Regions from separate parts of the Mus musculus genome. Here all the other regions are linked to region 2. A link is a contact called in public ChIA-PET and HiChIP or PLAC-seq data. All regions are on one chromosome and are shown on one strand. Each heading gives the region's core, a stretch centred on a gene start, on an enhancer-like site or on the middle of the called end of the contact. The rest is flanking DNA. Distances are from core to core; before and after follow the strand shown. Region 1 holds the start of Gm33936 (a long non-coding RNA gene). Region 2 overlaps Spag1 (sperm associated antigen 1). Region 3 has its middle 22 kb from the start of Gm34150. Region 4 has its middle 7.4 kb from the start of Gm34316.

Region 1 (6,025 bases), core at 3,428-5,927, 150 kb before region 2:
TAAGTGCCTCCAAAAAGAAACTGGAGAGAGCTCACATTAGCAGCTTGACAGCACATCTGAAAGCTCTAGAACAAAAAGAAGCAAATACACCCAAGAGGAGTAGACAGCAGGAAATAATCAAACTCAGGGCTGAAATCAACCAAATAGAAACAAAAAGATCTATATACAAAGAATCAATAAAACCAGGAGGTGGTTCTTTGAGAAAATCAACAACATAGATAAACCCTTATCCAGACTAACCAGAGGGCACAGAGACAGTATCCAAATTAATAAAATCAGAAATGAAAAGGGAGACATAACAACAAAATATATCTTAAAATAATTATTCTGTTCATTGAATATTAACAGTTGAAAATATTGAAATCATGTTCTAAAAGAAGAAGAAGAAGAAGAAGAAGAAGAAGAAGAAGAAGAAGAAGAAGAAGAAGAAGAAGAAGAAGAAGAAGAAGAAGAAGAAGAAGAAGCCAAAGCTATAGGATTTGATGTCAGTGATCTGAGGCACACACTTTGAGAAACAATGACAGAACTGGAAAACATGCTCCAGTTATAAATAGCTGCACAGATCACACAGCTGATCTGTTGTGTAACTGGGATAGACCTGGCTCTTCCCACTGCTATACAGAACATTTTCCACTCTTAGTATACGTTTATAAGCTTTGAGTGTATGCTGGTTGCCATGGGAGCACTGCAGCTTGATGATATCCTACAGCCAACTGTAGCTGTGTTTGGAGGCACATGATGACAGCCATCTTTAGAAGAATCTAACGTCATGGTTTATTATGGTTTTTATAGCTTCTACTTTCCTGTAAATTCTTTGAAAATTGTAAATATGCTTGCTGACACCATGATCATTTGTCAGAAGAAAATGCCTTGTGAGCCAGGATATGCAAATTGGTTGGAGGTAACCCTAACTGAGTAAGTCAACGAAGGAATGAGAGTTGGCCCAAAGGTGTTGCAATGTAGGAAATGTCATTCTGGCTGAGAGCACCGACTATCATTGGAAGGAATATATCAGGACTTGGGAGTTTGATCACAAAGGACCACCTCATTGAACAAAGGTGGCTCATGCAGTTTCCTAAGACAGATCTTTGTGGTAACCTGTCTGTAACGCAGCTAAGACAGAAGAATCACCATTGGCTACACAGTAAGTTCCAGGCTAGCGTGGGCTACAGAGTAAAGTACGGTGTCAAAAAACAACTGCCCAGATAACCAATGAAAGACCTGTATTACAAACAAAGCAGAAATACAAAATATCCCCAAACCAGAACTTCTTGGGCACTACTGTGGTCTGAGTGTGGAAAGTCCACTGTAGGTTCATAGGTGGGAAACTCTGGGCCCAGCTGGTTTCACTGTTTGGGAAGGTTGTGAAACCTTTAGGAAATGGAGGTTTGCTGGAGGAAGTGGGTCACTAGGGGACAGGCCTTGAGGTTACATAATCTGCTCCCATTTCTCTTTCACTCTCTGCTTCCTGGTGGTTGACTAACAAGCCTCTTGCTCCAGGCCATCACCATTATGATAAAATGTGTCATCCTGTACCTTGATGCAGAACAAATCCTTCCTTCTGCAATGGCATCTTGTGGATATTGTGTCATAGCAGGAAGAAAAGTAGCTAACAGAGACACCAAGATGATGTCACCTGTGGCAAAATCTACTGCCTGTGAAACCTTACACAGAGTTATTGAAATATATATCTACCTTCAAACTATGCTCCAGGAAGAACGTGCTGAGCCTGGGGAGCTGGAGAGGGAGAGAGGCCATTATGGCCATCACAATACCATCAACATGTCACAGTAGCCAGGTCCCTCTGCCAAGTACTCATATCTCTGCTTGGCTGAACACCAGCCTAGGCTAAGGTACAGTTAGAAAGAATAGCAGTTTCATTGGAAGGAACTGACAGAAAACAACCCTTCATGTGAGCTTCACTGGGAGAAAGACTCTGGATGACAGGCCTTCATGATTGGAATTTGAAGTGGCAGAACATTAGGTGAGACACCACACTGTGACCACGGGCAGTTACCATGGCGTCTTGAAGGGCAAGAAAGTCTTTCCTTAAAATGCCAGTATGTTAGGAGAGTTTGGACATTGTGCTTGAAATAGCATCTCTGGGTCCTGAATGGAGACAGATCCTTTAGTTCTGGAGAACAAAGGGGCTTTCTAACTTTGATAGGTTTGCAGGGATGGTAGCAAGCTTCATACCATGTGACCTAGCTTGGAACCATGGTGGTGGGCAATAGGAGGAACCGTAAACTTATCCTGCTGTGGCCAGGAGGGGGGTGTGGGAGAGGTTACAAGGCCCCATCACAGTACATGGACTCTGTCACCTGAGGGATGTGGCTTGATTTCTGGGAGAGAAAGAAAGACAAACAGAGGGGCTGTCACATATCAGATGCCAGGGCAGAATTTCCCAGGTGGTTGGTTCAGTGTAGCCAAGATGTCCTCCATCTCCCAACCATAGCTTTCCTGATACAGATGTTGTTCAGTCTCATGAGGCAGTGAGATCACTGGTTCCCATAAATTGAGTGTTGGTTTGTTTGTTTTAACAAAATCTTAATTGTTCAATTTTACCAATGAAGACTCAGGAGTCAGAAGCTAGAATGAAAGCCTGCTAGCTCAGAGAGGTACAGAAAGCACCTAGCTGACCTTCTTCTTCAGCAGATGCCCCAGGAGAAATGCCCCTCTCTCAAAAAACCTCCTTCAAACTCAATATCCTTCCTTTCTACTTCCTGTGAGTCTCTCTATCTGTCTTCCTGGCTCCCTCTTACTCTCTATGGTTTTCCTAATAATCCTGTGTCCACTCCCTGTCAACTGGTTGCTTGCTCTGCTTCTTGACCTATGGTTGACTTCATTAATCCAGTTTACAACATTCAATCAGAGAGCTCTTGTATTAAAGGTGTGTGCTAAGGCTGAGCCACACCACAGCTAAATAAGAATCTCAAGACGCACAGTGTGATCAAATAACCTGTGACAAATAAGGTGTGGGCAGATTTGCGCTTTGCAGCAAGCATATGCTTTTTGCTTTGTTGTCTTATACTTAAAAGGATGTCCTTAATCTATGAGTTTCATTAATACAAACGTGGCTAGAAACACCGTCCCCTCACTGTCCTAGTCACATACTTGGCTATGCTGCTGTGTCGCATACCTCAGTACCTGTGTCACCTCATTCAACATGTCATGGTTCATAGCCAACACATCTTCCACACAACTAGCATCAGTGATGTACCTTGGGCACTTTGACCAGGTGTCTTTATCATTTTTCTGAGTTCTCCGTTTACTTTTGAGGAGCCAAGACATTAGTTTTTTCACCCAGGGTAACAGTGAGGGTTTGGAAACTTTAGTGTGGGGGAATTCACAGCTGTAATGAAAGAACATATCCAGTTTCCTCCAAAGCAGAATTCTCACATCAGTGTTAACAGTGTCACTGTGCTGTGCGGGGTTGGAGAGCCAGTGTGAGGAAGGAAAGTTAAATCACCCAATGTTAAGCCTGGAGGTGGTGGCCATGCCTTTAATCCCAGCACTTGGGAGGCTGAAGCAGGCACATCTCCGAGTTTGAGGTCAGCCTGTTGTACATAGCAATTTCCAGAACAACCCAGAGAAACCCTGTCTGGAAAAACCAAGCCAAACAAACAAACAAACACAAATAATCCAGTGTCAGACAAGGGTCAAAGGTGTCCAGGAATCAGAGCTGAAGCTAGATCCCTTGGCAGGACAGAATTAGCCAAGCAATGGGAACCAGGCATACATTTGTAAACCCATCCCTAGAAGTTGCAGCCAGAAGGCAGTGTGGAGCAGGTGCATCACCACCCAACCATCAGGTGCTGTGTCCAACCCTTCAGTGCCAACTTTCTCTCCCATTAGTGCCTCTGAATACATGCTGTGCCCTTCCTTCTGTCTCAGCAGACACCTGGGTTTGCTAATTTCTCACTTTCTCACCTGGTGTGCCCTCTCACATCAGAGTGATCAGAGAGATGTGACTCAGACAGAAAGCCAGAGCTCATATCTGAAGGGTGTACACTAGCTTGGTGGTAATGATGGCTGAACATACCATTCCAATGACCAGTTGCACTTAGCCCCAAGATACACACACTCTATGAGAGTTCTGGGGGAACCAAGTCACCAATGCCACCCCTAAATTATTGTCAGGACCTCCCTCTCTGAGACAGAAATTTTTGTCACCCATATTATTCCCATTCTCCTCTCCTTCCCTCTTTTTTTTTTCTTTCATCATTTCTCCTTCCTTGACTGTGCTAGTCATGGAGGAAATTGTTAAATATGCTTTGGATTTCAACTTGAGGACCAGCAACGTGGCTCATCAGTACGTAAAGTCCCTGGTCACCAAGCCTGATAACTTGAGCTTCATCCCTGGGGCCCATATAGTAAAAGTCCAGAACAAATTGACTCCCAAAAGTTGTTCTCTGACCCCAACACTGCACCATGACACACACACACACACACACACACACACACACACACACACACACACACACACACCTCCTTACCACTTACAAATTAATATGATTAATTTTAACTTGGTCTTTTTATTCCTAAGTGTGTGTAAGTTGCTGGTCCGTGGCTCAGCACAGACACCTATATTCTTGCCACTTCCCCCTCTCAGCACTGTGACACTCTACTGGAAACAATCCGGGAGGCAACACCCCCAAGCTTTGTCATTCTGTCACATCTAGCTGAGGACTCATATCTTCCATCCACCCAAACAACAGACGTTTTTCCGGTTCTCTTGTGAACACTGTGTTTTACCACCAACACTAATACATTTTGGTTGCAAGTTGGGTTGCCAGAGTTAGCAAAGAAAAACACAGCCACCCGGTTGTGTTTCTGCTTCAGATAAGCCAGGACAAAGCAGTACATGTCTCATGTAATATCTGGAACATACTTAGGATTTTTTTTAATGTCATTGTTTATTTGAATTTCAAGTTTGACTGGATGCCCTGTGTTTTTCCCTAGCACCAATAGCAGCAAAACACTGTTGTTATTGGTTTAGGTAACTGAGAAGCCTAGAGGCTGCACTGCCTTTAGCATAGCCAGATTTGGGAACCTAAAAGGTGTTACCAAGAACACAGTTTTCTCCTTTCCCTCCATTAAGTTGTCCTCTGCTAAGTCCCTACATTTTTAAGATAGGGTTTAGTACTTGTAGAGCAAGACAGCTCATGTTAGTTCATTTTTAGACAAGGCCTCAATATTTAGCTTAGGCTAGCCTGGAACCCCTGACATTCTCTTGCCTCTGCTTCGGACTCCTGAGTGCTGTCATTACAGCTGTGTGCCCCACACATGGTGAAACAGATAAATGTTAAAGGACAGTAATAGATGGATAGTTGTTTGTTTGTTTGTTTGTTTGTTTGTTTGTTTGTTTGTCTTGTAGTCAAAATATCTGAAGGGTAAAGGAAAATGGTAGAGAACTTTCAGGAAATTTCTTCCATTTTCATCCTTATGCTAAATAGACTTCATTTGTAAGTTTAACTTTAGTCTAAGAGAGGTAGTTAGGACCTATTTAAGACCAGTGATGAGCTTTTAAGAGAGTAGGTTTCAGCAAGAGATGTCAACGTTGTATAATGCTTTCTTTGTTGGAAAAAGCACTCGGTATAGAGGCATAACCTATGACTCATTCCTTCCCCCAGGCCTGGAGACCCCGTCTTGCAATGCTCATTGAGAATGTGGTCTAAGCTGGATGCCCAGATTTCTAAAATGCTGAGGTTGCCCTCAAGCAGTTCATGTCCCACTGGAATAAACAGATAGACACTTGTAAGATAGTGTGGCAGGGGCTGGAGAGGTGGCTCATTAGGTAAGACCACTGGCTACTGTTCCAGAAACCTAGGATCCATTTCCAGGACCTATGTGAGGGCTCACACCTCTGTAACTCTAGTCCCAGGGAATCTGACGCCCTCTTCTGGTTTCCTTGGGCACTGCATGTATATGGCACACAGATGTATGTAGGCATTTGCACATACACACATTAAATAAATAAACAAATGTTTTAAAGACAGTGTGGCTAGTGTACTGCATTATGACC
Region 2 (5,617 bases), core at 2,988-5,487:
CCTCGCCTCTGACAGCGCCTCAGGTATTTCCTGAGCACTTCCTGAAGACTGAGAATTCAGAACAACTGCCTAGCATGCATGAGGCCCAGGTTCAATCCCAGAGCTGCAAAAGGACAGAAAAGGTGAGGACAGAAGGGGCGGGGGGAGCAAGGTGTGGTGGCGCACGCCTTTGATCCCAGTCCTTGGGAAGCAGAGGCAGGAGGATCTCTGAGTTTGAAGGCAGCCTGGTTTACAGAGTAGTTACAGGACAGTCAGGGCCTCAACAAACCAAAACATAGACAGAGAAAAAGAAAGAAAAAAAGAGAGCGGGCATTGCCAGGTAGAAGATAGGCAAATTAAAGGCAAATCCCCCAAGCCTAGGTTTACATAAGCTTTCTATGTTGAAAGCACACTCACACAACACCTTTTAATTCAGGATATCAACCTCACAACACACTGCAGCTACGACTGTAACTCACATCCTTATGAAGTGTGTAGTAAAATGGCAAGAAAAGGAATTCACAAAAAGAAACTCATTGCAGGGCAATGCTCCCCCACAGCCCATCCACACTTGGCAGTCCTCCCCTGATCCCATCCTCACTTGGGAGTTCTTTCTTGCTTTCCTTAATAAATCTATTTTGCTTTAGTAAAAACATACACACACAGTGGGATCTCGCAAAGAACATAACAATTGAAATGGACACCCAAGGAGGCCATCGTGGGCACTGAGAAAGGGAACCTAAGAATGTTGGACAGAGGTAGCTGGTGGCTTTCCGGGAAGAAGCATGCTCTCTCCTACAAGAGAGCTAGGAGACCAAACGCCATCCCAGCCTTCAGGGAAGCAAATGACTGGCAGTGTGGCATGCTGCGTGATACGTGGTAAGGCTTTCTGGTTCTGTTGGCTCACTACCAAGGAGCTTGTGGATAACTGAGGCTGGGTTTTGTCTAGTGTTGCCATGGGTAACCAATAAAAGCCAATGCCTGGAGAACTTGGTACTAAGAGTGTTCTTGGTTTAGGAATTTATATTATTATCATTATCATTATTATTTTTTGAGTTAGGATATCACTATCAAGCCATGGCTAGGTGGAACTTGCTATGTAGACCTAGCTGGCTTTGAACTCTCTGTCTTCTAGATATATGCCACTCTGCCTGGTGACTTTCGTTGCTGCTGTTGTTGTTGGAATAGTTGCATGTATAGGTGAGGGGGTATGTGTGTACACGCATGAGCATACACATACGCATGTGTTAAGATGGCACTCAATTCTAAGATGCATTTATTTATGTATTTTATGTATGTTAGTCTCTATTTGCATGTATGCCTACTTGGCAAAAGAGGGCATCAGATCCCATTGCAGATGATCATGAGCCACCTTGTATTGTTGGGAACTGAACTCAGGACTTCTGCAAGAGCAGCCAGTGCTCTTAACTGCTGAGGTCCAGGACTCAGTTCTAAACCTAAAACTCAGGAAGGCATTCAGAAAGTTTCCAATTCTGAATCTTTACGGGTTTGGATGCTGGGACTCTGTATGTACCTTTCTTCCAAAGAGCTGAGTGACTGCCAAGGGAAAGCTCTGGGCAAAGCAGGCTGGGGCCCCAGGGAATGCCAGCACGAATGACTGTGACAGCATGAATGACTGTGAGCCAGGCCGTTCTCACTGTCCAGCTGTGCTCACATCCTTCTGGCACTCTCTCAGCACTCGTCAGAGATACTTCTAGTGGTTCCTCTGCAGTAGCCATGGCTATGTGGCCAGAGCCAGCTACAATCCATCCATCTCACTGTTCATCACTCGGTCCTACCTGGGGTCTTCAATCTTACGCTGTCCCCTAACTATATTCTAGCTTGCTGAGAGGCAGAGACCACGCCACTGAGACCTGCCTTTTGCCTTTTGCAGATGTGTGCACAGCACACTAAGACCAGCACACAGGGTCCAGGACAGCCCAGGAATTCTGAGAAGCGGCCATTTGGGAAAATGGAATTAGAAAATACTATGTGTAACTACAAAGAGTTATCTGATGCATAGCTTTAGTTTATGCTGAGTATTATGACGTGTGTGTTGTTAGGGTTGAGCCCAGGGCCATGCACTATGTTCGCTTCCAGCCCGCGTCAGGTCGGAAGGCACTTGCTGTCTCATTCTCCCTCAGGAGATGAGTCGGTCAGAATTTTAATTAGATCAAACTCTCAGTTATTTTATCCCTCCTCCTCCTTTTGTTCCTCCTCCTCTTATTCCTCCTCTTCTTCCTCTTCCTCCTCCTCCTTTTGTTGTTCCTCCTCTTCCTCCTCCTCTTCTTCCTCTTCCTCCTCCTCCTTTTGTTCCTCCTCCTCTTCCTCCTCCTCCCCATCTCTTCCTCCTTCTGGGCGTCTGCTTACAAGGACACATGAGCAGGTGCAAGAAGCATGCATGGTGACACATGTGCTACCCACAAGAACCCATGAGCCCTGTGGGATGTGTACAGCCATCTGCTCACAGCACCTACTTAGAGTCTGCCCTGGTGTGTGACTTAGACATCCACAAAAACACCTTCTAACACCCAGACTGAAGAAGCACATGGAAGCTGTACACATGTTGTCAAGATGAAGTAACTTCACAGAAATAAATATACAGATGTGAGAGGATAAAGCTAAGAAATACGAGGGAATCATTAGAAATCAAGCTGGCAAGAGTGGGTGTTGACATAAAATGAGTTTTCACCCAGGACACGGGGTAGGTAGCGTGATCCTTCTATAACAGAGGCCCCCAGAGGGTGACCTCAGACTAGCTTACCTGTTAGCACTGTCGCTCGCCAGCTGGATCCCACAATCTATCTGCAGCACTGTTTTATAGTCCACATATGCGTTCCTGTATTGCTCTAAGGTCTCATAGGCCATTGCTCGCCGCAGAAGAGGCTTCACTGAGAACGGATGAAGTTCCAGAGCCCTAAGAGGACAAGACAGTACGCGTCATTTACCTGAGAAGGATCCGTTAATTTGTATTTAGCAATGCAGACTGCAGTGCTGGACCCCTATGCATCACACCTGATATTTCACCCTGGGGTCCTGGCAATCTATCAGAAAGACAAACCCAAAGTTAAACAGCTATCATATTGTCCTTGAACCCACCGACTAGAAAGCATTCTACTGTCTTCGGGCCACAATGAGGTGTGAGTTTAGAAATAAAAGTCTCACAGCTAAGGAAATGGACCTGAGGCTCCCTGCACCACATAAAAGCAAGCACACATATCTGCCTGCTATGCCGAGCTTAAGAGGTGGAGACAGATTTGCTGGGGCTCACTGGCCAGTCTGAGGGGGTCCTTAAGCTGGCAGTTCCGAGGTCAGTGAATGTCTTAGTCTTAAACAATAAAATGGGGAGTGGCTGTGGAAGATGCTGAGCGCTGGCCTACACACACAGACACACACACATAACACACACAGAGACACAGACACACACGCAACACACACATACACAACACACGCACAGAGACACAGACACACACATAACACACACACATTCTTTTTTTTTTTAAAGATTTATTTATTGTTATATGTAAGTACACTGTAGCTGTCTTTAGACACACCAAAAGAGGGCATCAGATCTCATTGTGGGTGGTTGTGAGCCATCACGTGGTTGCTGGGATTTGAACTCAGGACCTTTGGAAGAGCAGTCAGTGCTCTTATCCACTGAGCCATCTCTCCAGCCCACACACATACACACACATTCTTAATCGTATCCATATATTTAACAAGGTGCCTTACTACTAAACCACAAGAACTTGCATGGTTTTTTTTATCAACTTTCTAACACTATCTATGGTTCATTTCTATTGATTATAAAAAGGGTATCAGCAACAAACCAGAAGAGAACCTGGGACTAAGCATACAACTGTTTATGAGTCATGAGTTTTCATCTTGCACTTTCAGTATCACTACATATAAATTTTATCTGCGAGGCCAGAGAGTGTGGAGGTGTTCCCCGCCACACCTGCATCACCTCCATCCCAGGCTGCTTTCATTGCTCAAGATACCACAGGGCCAATCAAGATGGCCCAAGCTTGGAATCTAAATTGACAAAATGGGACACAAAACTCTTAGTACTTCCTAACATAGGAAATGAAGGGTTAGGGTTTTCATTCTTTGACTACATCTTGAAAATGAGTGTGAGCCTGCGAATGGAAATGCCATTGAAGAAAACAGTCTCCAACCACAACCACAGACAGGTGTTGGGCATCAAAGAGCTCACCAGGAAGCCGGCTGTGACCCTCAGGCGTTTCCTGTGGGCAAGTCTGTCAGAAGTTGGCAAAAACACACAGAGGCGGAGAATGACTAGGCAACTTTAGCCTCTCTAGATACTCTAAATAGGAAGCTGTCCGTACGTGTGTGTGTGTGTGTGTGTGTGTGTGTGTGTGTGTCCGTACGTGTGTGTGTCCGTACGCGTGTGTGTGTCCGTACGTGTGTGTGTGTGTGTGTGTGTGTGTGTGTGTGTGTGTGTGTCCGTACGTGTGTGTCCGTACGTGTGTGTGTGTGTGTCCGTACGTGTGTGTCCGTACGTGTGTGTGTGTGTGTGTGTGTCCGTACGTGTGTGTGTGTGTGTGTGTCCGTACGTGTGTGTGTGTGTGTGTGTGTGTCCGTACGTGTGTGTGTCCGTACGTGTGTGTCCGTACGTGTGTGTGTGTGTGTGTCCGTACGTGTGTGTGCGTGCACTTGTGAGCGCCCATGTTTCCAACAACTTCAAGAGTTCTTCTGACAACAGAAGTATGATGTGGTTTGGGGTGTTTCTTGTTGTTATTTGTTTGTTTTCTTTTGGCTGATAAACAATTATGCAAAAATCTCCACTTTTTAAAACATTGTTTCTCCCAGTTTTGCTTAGGCATGATAGCTTCTTTATCTCACATGGAGCCTGCAAACTAAAATGTGGAGAAGCTGAGGAACGAGGGGCCCAGAGCCTCATGCATACCCCCAAACTTCCCAAGAGTGATTGCGCAAACAACCTCTGGAAAACACTGCCTCTCCAGAGATACAAAAAAGTTTATCTTCAGACTGGAGAGTCAGTCAGCGGCTAAACCCACTGCTGTTCTTGTAGAGGACCAGAGTTCTTAGCACCCACATAGGAAGGCTTCACAACCGCCTGTTACCCCAGCTCCAGGGGGTCTGATACCTTCTTCTGGCCTCCTTAGGTACTAGACATCCATACACAGACACACACATACACAAACACATTGTTTTCAGATCTTGGACTGGAGAGATGGCTTAGCTGTTAGGACCTGGGCCTGATTCCAGCACCCACGGAAGGCAACTCACAACCACCCATAACCCCAGATCTTCAGGCATTCACATGTGCTACACATGCACACACATGTGACACACACATGCATACTCATGCACAAACATGTGGCACACACATACACACACATGGTTTAAGTTCCTTAAAAAATTAAATACTATAAACAATATCTTCACAGGTAAAAAGGTTTCCCTAGTTTAAAATGTCTGGTTTGGTTTTTCTGAGTCAGAATTTAATGGAGCCCATGCTGGCCTCAAACTCTGAAGCTTAGGATAACCTTCAGCTCCTAATCCCACTGCCTCCATCTCCAAATTGCTGGGATTACAAGTGTGAGACATGACTCCTGGCTTCCCTTCCAAAGTTTGATTTATAATCCCAATT
Region 3 (5,788 bases), core at 1,685-4,184, 180 kb before region 2:
CCCTTCTTGCTAAGGCTGGTATAATTTCCCAACACTTAAGAGTTTTTGGTTTCTTTGTTTGTTTGTTTTTGGAAAATCTTCACACCATATCAAACATATTAAAGGCATCCACATCAATTTTATTTTGTGTTTGGCCAATGTGAACAAGCAGTAGTTGTTAGTAATCTAGCTATAAAAAAAAATGATGTCTATAATTCTGCCTTTGAAATAATTTGTTACAAATTCATTTTATGAAGGGCTAGGCTTTCTTCATAATTGGTCAGCAAGCTGTAAAGAAAAGGACTTATTGTTTTAAGCATCATGATTTTGTTTATGAAGTCCCAACTTATTCATGAAACTAGCATGCCATTTTTTGTAGGTATTTAATTGAGTCTACTTAAATTCAATTGGGCTGTTTTCTTTCTCTGCTTTGTTTGGAGCTCCTCACAAATTTTACAGGGACCTGAAATGTTTCCTTAGACTGGCCAGGTCTAAAAAATGTCAGGCGATGCCAGAGCAGGCTGTATAGAAGCTGCCCGGGGACCCTTACCAGCCGTCTCCACACTTTGCTTCCTTCCTGCATTTTCTTACCTCCAGGGACCCAGTTTTAACCAGCAATTGGTTTCCATGGTGACAGGGAATGTCCATCTAGGGAAAAAACTTGGCAGAAACATCAGGTCTAGGAGCTTTCTTAAAATGACTAAAATTTAAATGTAGGAGGTGGAGTACATAATGAGTAAAGCAGGGAAATTATGTAGAGTAGTCAGGATTGAAGAAAGGTGTGTGTGTGTGTGTGTGTGTGTGTGTGTGTGTGTGTGTGTGTGAGAGAGAGAGAGAGAGAGAGAGAGAGAGAGAGAGAGAGAGAGAGAGAGAGAATAGATGGTGGGAGCACGGTAGCTATAGCTATACACAAGTGCCAAATGGTCCTTCCTCCCTGACAGCACTGCTCCTTATCGGGGCCCTCTGGACAAATCATTTCACATCCATGTGCCTGCATTTGGGTTGGTATTCTAGCCACTGCTAGATTAAGTTGGCTGCTTGAGTCGAGTGTTTAGCACAGGGCTTGGCACAAGTTGGACACTCAGTGTATGTGTGTGTGTGTGTGTGTGTGTGTGTGTGTCGTACATATGTGTATATGTGCACACTTGTGCCCTAGTGTGAAGGCCAGAGGAGTGTGTCAGGTGCCTATCACTGTGTTCCCTATCCCGTAAGACAAGGCCACTCACTTGACCTAAAGCTTGCTGCTTTGTTTAGACTGACTGGCCAGTAAGCTCCCAGGATCCACCTGTCTCTACTCAGAATTGGAATTACAGGTGCTTGTGGCCGTGCCCCAGTTTCTCACATGGGTGCTGGAGATTGAGCTTGTCTTCATAGTTGTCCTATAAACATGTATGTACATACATGCATATACATGTATGTATATAATACATAAATAAAACTCAGTAAGCATATATATATACATATCAAAACAACAGGTATTATTTAATTATAAAAAGCACAGGTCTAAGGTCTCCCTTGGTGTCTCTGTCTCATGAAGTATGGAATGACTGACCCTCTCTTCTGTTTGTTCTATGGGACAGTGTCTCACTATGTAGCCTAGGCTAGCCTTAGACTCACACCCACCTGTCTCGGGCTCCCAACAGCCTGAGATAATGGAGATTATAGGGATGCACCAACACGTACAGTTTTCCAAATGGTTAAGGTGAAAGTGAGAGCCCTTAGTATGCACAGCTCTCAGACACAGAGCCAGGAGCGGACACTAAAGAAAAGTTGAGGGATGCAAATAGCAGTCTGTATTGGAATGCCATCTAGGAGGCCCCAGGGCAGGTGACCATGCAGCAGTTAGAACCAATGTATTGAACTTGTCATTCTCAAACTGACCTGTGCACTGAACCCCTGCCCCAGAGTCCTCCACTAGATGCTGGAATCCCTTAAGGGACAGAGAGAGGGTAGATTACCCGAAAGATGAGTCAGGCTACGTGCGAGGTGTCAGGCACAGACATTGCTTCCAACTCTACATTGGCCTGACTTAGCACATGCAACCTCTGAATGTGAGGAACTTTGGAATGGGTACAGAAACTAGCAGGATGCTCCTAGGACCTTGCCTGTCCACCCAACACTGTCTTCACAACACTGGGGTTACAGTCAATTCTGGCCCTGCCCCTTTTTATACTGGTGTGGGGACTCAAACTCAAGTCCTCATGCTTGCGCCGTAAGAGCTCTTACCCATTGAGCCATCTTCCTAGTTCCACCCTTAAACATACAGAGACAAAATAGTAGGCACAGTCAAGTTTAAAGTCTGCTCTTCTGGGGCAAACGAGGAAGAAATAAAAGTTTCAAAACCAAAGAAAGTGACAGAGGAAGCAGAGACCATCATCTGTTCCAGTGGAAGAAAGACTGTGGGTTTACCCAGCACTATCACGCCCACCCACTCAGACGCCACAGTAGGCGGCACAGGCTCCCGCTTGCCCTTCCAAGTCTGCCCACAGTGCCTTGCTCTGGCCTCCCTTCCTGGCCCACCTATTCCCGTCTGCTGGGCTACAGGAAAGACTTTCAGTGAACTCATCTTTGACTCCCAAGTGCATAACATAGTGTCCAGCACAGAAAGAGTTGTTGGTAGAACTTGATCCAATCAGAGTTATTCTGAAACGAAGAAAATAAGAGATAGGGAAGAGAAAGCCCCCCGTGGCTGGGAGTACAGTGACTGAGTGACCTTGGACAGGTGGTAGCTTAGCCTCTCCAAACTTTCTGTTTCCTTGTCTGTGAAATGGGTACATGATTGCTCTGACCTGAAATGCTTGTTGTGAGTGTTCCCTGAGTCAAAATATTCAAATGCACTTAGACTGCCCCCATTCATAATAAGTCTAGAGGAAGTAATCTACTGCTTACCCAACGGGGCAGGAGGAGGAACCTGTTGGAGACAGGCAACTTTTGCCATGTACTGTGGCCAAGGGACTTCAAAGTCAGCAAACATCAGAGGGTGACATTTAACTTTTACAGAACAAACAGAGCATCAGGTGCTGGCCCTTTACAAGCCAGAGCAGGAAATGGGCGAGTTGACATGGTGACTTAAGAAGTCCCACAGTGGCAGGTGGAAGCTGGTGTTTTGAGGGGAAATCTGATGATCTGATGTGTGTGTTGATGTCAGGAGGCCAGGGGAAAAGTGTGGGTGGGTGTGTTTGTGGGAGAAGAGAGTAGAAATTTCTTGGTGTATCACAGAGCTGCCTTGTAGTATATGACTCAGTGTGTGAGCAAGAAGTGACTGCTTTGTTGCATTAAAGCTTCCATAATTCAAAAGATTCAGTGCAGTGGCCGTGTGGTGAGATTTCAGAGATTTAGAGGAAACTGAGATTTTTTAGTGGACAAGACCCAAAAAAACCTGCCAGATAATATCAAGAGGAGACAGACAGTGGAATGAGCTTTTTGGCTTTATCGCTCAAAGTTCATCTTCCTTTCTTATGGAAATGGAACACAGACCAGTTCTGATGGCATGAGATTGGGGGCTGACTTGTGAGTAACCTAGACCTGTGATTGGTTCTCATTAACCACTCTCAGAAGGTGGTCAAGAAGTGGAAAACAGGACAGGTTGTCAATTATGCAAATGTTATGACCGAAAGGGAAACCACTCTGGCCCGGCCCTCCCTCTAGGTGATTATAGACTTCGGTGCAGAAAGCTCAGCTCCCCTCCCTTCTGTTGGGAGTACTCTCTATAGGACCAAGACTGACTGGAACTCACTATCCCCCTGCTGCTGCCTGCCAGGCGCTGGGATCGAAGGACAGTTAAACGGCAGTAAGGGCTGCTCTCACACTCTTCCTCTCCTGGAATGCCATCCTCTCCCTGGCCTTTGCCTAGAAACTTTTCTGCCGCTCCTCAAAAACTGACTTCTGCTCCTGCTCTCTTGGTTTCTCTTGTTCTTGCTTTCCCTTCCACCTTCTCTCTCCATTCCCTTCCCCCTCTCTCGCCACGTGCTCATGGCCAGCCTCTATTACTCTTCTCTATTCTCTCTGCCTTTCTCTGCCTCTACTACCCTCTTAACTTCCCTCCATATGCCCTGAATAAACTCTATTCTATACTAAAAAACAAACAAACAAAACAAACAAAAACAAACAAACAAAAAACCCAAAGAAACAAAGAAACAATCACCTGACTCCCTAGGGCTTACTACTTGCTACTCTTCTGAGAGAAAGGGATTTTTGTCATCAGAAGGAGTCTTGTTATTGTGGGAACCACTGAGCTCTGATAGCTGACCCACAGGTATGATCAGCATTGAACGAATACTCAGTGTTGCACAATTGGTTGGGCAAGCCCTGTGGCTTGGATCAGTCTGGGTTTGTACAAATGTTCCCCAACCAGATTCTAATGCTGATGAAACCATCTTTGTGGACACAGAAGAATGTACTCAGCACTCTTGACTCATGTCCCCAGTTATCCAGCTGTGGACACATGTTCACTTTTCATCCCTTTGGCCTCAAGAGCCACGGGACCACCAAGCAAGAAGCCTCAAGAAGAAGGCATGTGAAGACAGTTAGGACCTTTTAACATTTGGGTGTTTGAGGGGATCCTTAACCAATGCTTTGTGGTGTGTCTGGAGTTCTCAAGTTAGAATCTGAGAGATGAGGAAAGAAATGAAGAGACAACTAGCCCGTGTGCTTGTTAGCATCTTTTGATCAACTTCATACAATCTGGAGTCATCTGAGAAGAAAGAAAATGCCTCCATCAGATTGGCATGTGGGCAAGTCTGTGAGGCATTTTCTTAATTTATGAGTGAAATGGAAAGACCCAGCCCACCATGAGTGATGCCTCTGGGCAGTTAGCCCTGGGATGTATACAAAAGCAAATTGAGCAAGCCAGAGGAACAAGCCAGTAGGTAGTATTCCTTCATGGCCTCTGCTTTGGTTCCTGTCTCCAGGTTCCTGCCTCGAGTTCCTGCTCTGGGTTCTCTCAAAGATGTAGAAGTGTAAGCTGAATAAATCCTTTCCTCCCCAAATTGCTTTTTGTCATGGTGCTTATCATACCAATAGAATATAAATTAGTACACCTTCTCTTGAGAAGTGTTTCCTCTTCTCTGATCCATTCAAACTTTTCACCATGTGACCCTTGAAAGCAGGAGAGGAGTCTTCTATTTGAGGTAAAAAATGCAAACCTCAGAGGTGCAGGTGTAGCTTGTGCTGAGCACTGGCCTGCCTGCCTGTCTGGCCTGCCTGCAGTTCTAGATTAAAGCCTGAGTCCCACAGAACACACGAGCAAATGAACAAATAGGAATGATCACCATGAAAATGCTTGTAAGAGCAGGTAGGAAAAAACCTCAGGAGCCAGAGGGCAGTGAACCTGCTCACCTGTCTGGGGCACTCTGGGGACCAGATTTTCACAATGCTTTCAATTTCTCAGGTATGCTCAAATACAAGAGGATTTGCAGTGTTTGGTATTGTTTTTTCTGAGATTTTGGATTTTTGTTGGAGATTGGTTCTAACGCTTTAATTTCATGGGGAATCTGTATGTCCAAATGCTGAAGGTCCTTGTCCCCAGTTGGTTTTTGATTGATCAATAAAGATGCCAGCAGCCAAGAGCTGGGCAAAGGGAGACGGGGTAGGCTAGGATGAGGGAGAGAGGAGAGAAAACTAACCAGCCATGTAAAAATTTGAGTGAGTGGCCACCGGACACTTCCCTGAGTGGGTCTTGGGTAGCAGGGTAGGCTTAGGAGTACCCAGCCTTTGAGGTAGCCAAGGAATTTTAAAACTAACTGGGGTGTGTGTATGTGTGTTCCATTCATGAATCCAGAGAGCGCCTTGTACACCTACCAGAGGTCAA
Region 4 (6,256 bases), core at 1,885-4,384, 230 kb before region 2:
TGATGAACGGCTCATCACCCTACTGAATACGTTTATTGAACACTTTCAAGCTTCCAGGACCTGTGCTTCTGACAAAAATTCTTTGCCCAGGGTCCCCTTAACTATTTCAACGAGGCCTGCAGCTTTGGGGGCCATGTCTGTTGTCCGGGTTAGCATGCCTCTCGCTGAAGTCAGTCTGACCAGGGATTTCCACCCTCAGTAGCGTGTCTCCCGACTCCTTAGGTCTGATTACCCCCTCATGCCCCATCATGATTCAGCATAACTCTGGTAGTATATATCTCAGTCCCTCTTGCTCTAAAGGTTTCTTCTTAGTAACTTCCCATCATGGGCTTTGGCCCAGTTATCCCGAAACATGGCATCTTGGCAATGGGGTAAATAACAGAATCAGGGAGCTTTCTTACTTCCTCCCAGCCTTTCTCACACATAGGCCCTGAAAGAGTTCTCAGACTTCCCTTTGCACAGGTCATCAGAGCATGTGTCTTCTATGTCACAGCAAAAGAATGAAAACCCAGACACCCACGGAGAACCCTGACACACAGGCCTGGCCCTGCTCATTACTACAGGACTGTCCCTCCTTTGTCCTCCACTCTAGCCTCTGCATAAAATACACTAAGATGAGGCTGGGGGATGGCTCAGTCATCTAAGCATGGGACCCACTTGATCCACAAGCCTCTATAAAAAGACAGGCATAGTGGAATGCACTTGTAATCCCAACACTGGGGAAGTGGAGACAGCCCTGAGGCTCACTGGCCTACGTAGCATAAATGGTGAGCCGCAGGTCACAGTGTGAGATCCCATCTCCAAAGCAGAAGAAGATGGCAGCTCCAGAAAAACAATGCTGCCGGGCGTGGTGGCGCTCACCTTTAATCCCAGCAGCACTCAGGAGGCAGAGGCAGGTGGATTTCTGAGTTCGAGGCCAGCCTGGTCTACAGACAGGACAGCCAGGGCTACACAGAGAAACCCTGTCTCAAAAACAAAACAAAACAAAAACACCCCCCCCCAAAACAAAAACAAAAACAGAAAAACAATGCCCAGCTCCTGAGGGTGGCAGCCTAGGCTGTCCTCTGGCCTCCACACACAAACCCATACTCAGTACACATATATTCAAAACCATGACACTACACGATTTCCCCTATTTCTGTGGGCCTTCATTTCTGAAGGTTTGACTTTTGAATCATGCTCATTTCATGCTAGCCCATCATTTGGTGTGGAGACAGTCCTGAGCCTGGCGGGAGTAAAGAAGACATACGCTTCCTTCTTCCTACCCTCTAAGTTTCCCTGAGGTAGGCTGGTCCCGACTAGGTTTTGAGTTGACTCTAGTCTCTCTCCTCAGCTGCAATGTCAGTCCTGCACTGGCCCGGGTAGTGTGAGGTTAGATCTCCAGAAGGCTCAGCGCTATGTGAACAGTTCAGGGTGCCATGCAGGGGAGAGGAATGCACCACCTCACCTACAGACTTTACCTTCCCCCACTCTGGGCAGCCTTTAGCCTCTAGCCTCGGGGCCACATGCCTGGCTCCTAGAACCAGAGGGAGCCTACCCTGCTTCTATGCAAACACTGTGTTCAAGGACCACCCATGCCCTGTGCATCCCACCACCTCTGTATGGCCTCAGCCAAACTGCTGGCCTCCCTATGCCTCACAGGAAACCAGGTGCCGATGCCTGCCCCGAGGCTCCTAACTGGGAGTAGGTGAGACCCAGCTCAAGGGGCTCAGCCCTGGTCTGGCTGCAGTGGGAAGCCATAAGCATCTACAGGACCGGTGCTAAGCATGCAGTAGGCGGCACTCCTGTGTCTGTGCGGGTTCTGCACTTCAGGCTTCTGGCCCTAGCTCCGTGACCTGCAGACCTGCAGGACCTCAGAAGCACAGAGCTCACAGTCCCTAAGGCATCTCCATCAGATGCTGTCACCGTGACTGTCCAGTTCCTTTAGATTCAGCCACTCACACAAGGTTGCACAGCCAAGGAGAATTCGTGGAGGGTGTGAAGGTGGAAGAGGGGAGGTGGACAGAGCTATCTGGGGACCCTGGAACTCAGCCAGAGCGGTTACTACCTTTCACTTGTCCTAGGCCCTGTTCCAACCTCCAGCCCACTCACCTATGAACTGGACAGGCCACCACCCAGAATCCTAGAGCCTAAATACCAAAGCAGAAAGCCTCTTTCCTGCTGGAACCTGGCTTCATCTTTTTTTCTAGGGGACAGGAGAGGCTACTACCCACTGCCTAGAAGAGTCAGATCTGGGGCAGGAGATTAAAGAACAAACTGTGTGCTGGGTGTAGGGAAGCACACCTGCGATCCCAGCACTCAGGAGACTGAGGCAGGGGATGGTTTGTTCCACGCCAGGCTGCGTTACATGGTGATACCCTGTCTCAGGCAAGCAAACATCAACAACACATGTGCTATAAAGAAATGTAATTAGGAGGAGGAGGAGGAGGAAGAGAAGACCTGGCTAACAGAATTGCTTCTTGTAGTAATTTGTGTCAATTTCCCCTAATTCAGAGGACTTGGTGAGAAACTTTTAAACTCATTACAGAAAAGATTCTTTTGAGCCACCAGGGTTTTCTAGAAGTCACATGGCAATGTCACTTTCACATATTAAAACCGAAGCTTGCATTCAGCATTTTCAAAAGCTTCCTGGCGTAGAGACAGCCAGCAGGCCTTCCGTGGGCTGGCTCCCAGGCCTGGGCGAGGTTTCACTGTCCCGTGGAAGGAAAGCCAATGGCAAACTACAGGCTTGGGCTCAGACCTGAAGCCATCCAAAAGGGGGAAAAAAAAGGCTCAGAAAGCCACAGGGAATAACTGATGTCTGTCAGTGGCTCTGTTCTCTTGTTGCTGGGGGGTGCAGGCAGCAGGCAGAGCCCGGTGAGAATGTGAACCCAGCCAGGAGGGACCCCGCCAGGGGGACCTAGCCCCCTCCACATACTGGCCTCACTGGTTCCTGGGGCTCTGTTGGATGGAGACCAAACCCATCCCCAGAAAGAGCCAGAAGCAGGAATCACCACAGTGGCACATCTGCAGAGCTCTGAGCCCCACACAGAAGTCGGGGATGCAGTTCCCGTGGCGACAGCCCCTGGCTGCCATGGACGTGGGATCAGATTTTTTATTTCCTGGGTTCAGAGGAGACCCAGTGTAGAGGGTATAGGGCCTGGCACAGCATGCTGTGTGTGTGTGTGTGGGGGGTGTCTTTGTGTATGTGTGTATGTCTTTGTATCTCTGTGCGTCAGTATGTGTCTTTGTGGGTGTGTGTATGTGTCTATGTGTTTGTGTCTATGTGTGTGTGTATCTGTCTGTGTGTCTGTCTTTGTGTGCACAGATATTTTTGCAGACAACAGGAAGTTTCAGAACCCAGCCTGCCTCTCGCTGTGACTCAGCAGCACTTTCTCCTCACCGAGGGGGCAGCTGAGCAGCAGAGAAAGGCACCTTCTCTGGTCCAGTCCGCCCTGCCACTCAGCCCTACTGCTCTCCCTTAGTTCTGTCTGCTCAACTGCTTGCCGTGTTTCCAGAAATGTTTGGCTCCCAGGGCCACCGTGATCCCACACATAAGCAGAACAGACTCCTGCCACCCACCATTTTGTAATACTGCTGTGGATCTAACCCCAAGCCCAGACTGTGCTTCAGAGAGATGCTCGTAGACCAGCAAAGGGACATCTGTGTGGGACACACTGACAGCGTCCTGATTCCTCCCTGCTGCAAAGTGTGGACTGCAGTCTCCAAAGACCGTCTGCAGTCCTGTCGCAGGGTCAGGAGACACCGTGGCTTATTGTCAAGTGGAGTGTCTGGTTCACAGGAAACTCAAGGAGCTAAACCAGCCATCCCTCCTCTTCCCGCGTCCTCTTCCTGATCCTCCAGTGACAGCAGGATCCACCCCTCTAGACCCATTCATTCAGCACAAATGTGACCTGTAGATTAAACAAATCAGCAGATGCTCCCGGTCCACAGCAGTACTGAGGACATTGTCTGCATGAACAGGCATTTGCCTGTAAGTCACAGACCAGATGTCCTCTCTGCCATCAAAATTTCAAAAAGTGGGCCTGTGTGTGTGTGTGTGTGTGTGTGTGTGTGTGTGTGTGTGTGTGTGTGTGTGTGTAATTGCAGCATCAGGGCTTGGAAGCAGGCCCTGTCTGATGTGCTATATCTGTCACTCACCTGTACTGTGTCCTCACCTTCTCTCATTCTCACATTCCTCATCTGTCCAACGGCTATGAGGGCAGCGACTCCACCACACTGGCTGAGCAAGTAGGGGTTAAATGAGATACTGCAAACAAAGTGTGTCTTTCTCTAGACAGCACTCACAGGAATAAGCAAGTGGAGATTGTTACAGGTCACTCCCAGCCCAGGACTTTTACCTTGTCCTCTCAAGGGAACAAATCTGAAGCTACTGTCTCTCCAGCCTCAGTCTGTTCCCTGCTTCCCAGCTGGATCTTTCTCTTGAAGAGCCCTTGTTGTTGGTCTTTGAGAAAGCCAGCCCACCTCTCAGCTGCCAGCTCCTTCATATGTCCCTGTGTCTGTGCGAGTGTGGTGCTCACTGGCCGGCCCAAGGATGAGCTGGGGTGCCGTGTGGTCACATGGGGTCACAGGCCAGATGTGGAAACGTGGGTTCTGACAAGCTTGGAGCTTTGAGTTCTATTATGCCCTGGGATGTAGGACGTCGTCAGTCAAACCCTCTGCCCTCTCTCTGCTCAGGGCTGTGGGATGGACCTCAGGCAAGCCCTCTACCCTCTCTCTGCTTGGTCAGAGCTATAGGACCCAAGCTGTTCCCAGAGCTGATTTGAACACCTAGTAATCAGCTGTGGTAGTTACCTACTAAAACCAACATGCCTAAGCCAGGGTTTCTCAACCTGTGGATTGCGACCCCCTTGGGTTGAATGACCCTTTTACAGCGGTCACCTAAGGCTATCAAAAAATATAAATATCTGCATTATAATTCATAACTAGCACAGTTACAGTTATGAAGTAATAAGAAAATGATTTATGGTTGAGGTTCACCACAGCATGAGGTATTAAAGGGTCACAGCACTAGGAAGGCTGAGAACCACTGTTCTAAATACTGGCTCAGCTAGCTTCTGCTGCAGAGGTACTGTGGCACCAGGCATTGGCAAATACCCAAACCTCAGGCACTCTCTTGAGCTGGGTAAGGCCTCCACCTCATGCATTCACTGGCTCAGACCTTGTAGAGGGACACTCAGAGATGAGGCTAGCTCTCAGAAGGCCTTGGCTAAGTGAGGCTGCCTTCAAGGGCATCTCTTCTGCTCACTAGGAAGTTACAAATGTGTTGGGGATGGGGTGGGGTCTTGGTGTTTGCTGTCCCATGGGTCACCATGGACCCATGTCACTTGATCATGGGAATTGTTTTCACATGAACACTCTGTATATCATCAACATGTTACAGAAGATGTAAATACTTCAGAGCCCAGTTGCCAGGTACACATTCCCTGTCCAGACCAAGCCAGCAACATGTATGGGTCCCTCCTTCCCTGTCTGGAAGAGAAGCCCTGAAGATGTTCATCATGCTCAGAGCTTGGAAAGGCTCTGTGTCTGTCATGACTCCTTGGGCACAGCATTTAGGAAGACTTTGAGGCACCCAAAGAGGTACAGAACCTCTTCCACAGCATCATGATAACCCTGACCACCCTCAAACCCACTTCCTACATCCCAGCGATGCAAGGCTGAAGCTGACAAGGACACTAGGTCCAGCTGCTCAGACATCCAAGGTTATCTCTGCCTCCAGGGAGAGTCTGCTGGGGTGCAGTCTGTTGAGACAGGCCAGATGGTCACTCAGGGAGGCCTTGGATTCCTGCTGCATTTGTTGCAGCCTTCGGACTCCCACAGTGAGGATTAAAAACCGCTAGTCTCTTTCTGAGGCTGTGACAGTACCCAATGTTCCAGATAGCAAAGTAGGAACACCTTCTTCAAAACCACCAGAAAGCAAGTACAAACGGCATTTCTTGGTCTCTATCTTACCAGTGAGTTTATATCCTTATTTATTTTAGAACTGTGTTCTTTGTGAATACAGCCCAGTGGGAATCCCCCTACCCCGGGGTGGGGCTTGGGTGTCGCCCAGGCATCTGTTCCTGTCCCTTGTTGTGTTAGGACTAGCACAGTATGCCGAACACTGTGACCATAAAGTGTCCATTCTCTGTGAGCTCTCCTCTGCCAGGAATTTACATGAACATTATCAGGAATCAATGTTGCAGGAGTCATGACTATAAGAAATCACTAACACTTATGACACTTTCCAAGTGTGTGAGGTGTGGTACTCAGT

Evidence for each region. ChIA-PET counts read pairs in DNA pulled down with a chosen protein or histone mark. HiChIP or PLAC-seq counts read pairs in DNA pulled down with a chosen protein or histone mark.
Region 1: a contact with region 2 is called in an RNA polymerase II ChIA-PET map of effector CD8 T cells, with 31 read pairs. The contact joins two enhancer-like sites. A contact is called at or near these places in 1 of 484 Hi-C or Micro-C datasets (liver), 4 of 115 datasets of contacts at active chromatin or transcription factors (bone marrow-derived macrophages, effector CD8 T cells, memory CD8 T cells and 1 more) and 1 of 9 other capture datasets (pancreatic islet).
Region 3: a BATF HiChIP or PLAC-seq map of CD8 T cells shows a contact between it and region 2, with 5 read pairs. The contact joins two enhancer-like sites. A contact is called at or near these places in 1 of 115 datasets of contacts at active chromatin or transcription factors (CD8 T cells) and 4 of 9 other capture datasets (adipose tissue, embryonic stem cells, liver and 1 more).
Region 4: a contact with region 2 is called in an H3K27ac HiChIP or PLAC-seq map of regulatory T cells, with 5 times the contacts expected there. The contact joins two enhancer-like sites. A contact is called at or near these places in 1 of 39 promoter capture datasets (hippocampal neurons), 3 of 115 datasets of contacts at active chromatin or transcription factors (bone marrow-derived macrophages, pancreatic cancer cells and regulatory T cells) and 1 of 9 other capture datasets (adipose tissue).

Annotation. Positions count from the first base shown.
Region 1 is chr15:36,362,928-36,368,952 of GRCm38.p6, reverse strand. Gm33936 (a long non-coding RNA gene) reads left to right here and starts at 426. Exons shown (of 8, transcript XR_383927.2): 1 at 426-1,984. Within about 2 kb of position 4,677, at least 35 of the 459 cell types and tissues checked have an H3K27ac peak or open chromatin away from gene starts, as enhancers often do. A contact at or near this core is called in effector CD8 T cells and memory CD8 T cells, where this site is marked.
Region 2 is chr15:36,213,446-36,219,062 of GRCm38.p6, reverse strand. It overlaps Spag1 (sperm associated antigen 1), which reads right to left. Exons shown (of 20, transcript NM_001359982.1): 14 at 2,744-2,896. Among named protein-coding and RNA genes, the nearest start is that of Gm41293, 5.2 kb to the right of the region's middle. Within about 2 kb of position 4,237, at least 84 of the 459 cell types and tissues checked have an H3K27ac peak or open chromatin away from gene starts, as enhancers often do. A contact at or near this core is called in CD8 T cells, effector CD8 T cells, memory CD8 T cells and 1 more, where this site is marked.
Region 3 is chr15:36,393,622-36,399,409 of GRCm38.p6, reverse strand. No RefSeq gene overlaps it. Among named protein-coding and RNA genes, the nearest start is that of Gm34150, 22 kb to the right of the region's middle. Within about 2 kb of position 2,934, at least 54 of the 459 cell types and tissues checked have an H3K27ac peak or open chromatin away from gene starts, as enhancers often do. A contact at or near this core is called in CD8 T cells, where this site is marked.
Region 4 is chr15:36,446,094-36,452,349 of GRCm38.p6, reverse strand. No RefSeq gene overlaps it. Among named protein-coding and RNA genes, the nearest start is that of Gm34316, 7.4 kb to the left of the region's middle. Within about 2 kb of position 3,134, at least 63 of the 459 cell types and tissues checked have an H3K27ac peak or open chromatin away from gene starts, as enhancers often do. A contact at or near this core is called in regulatory T cells, where this site is marked.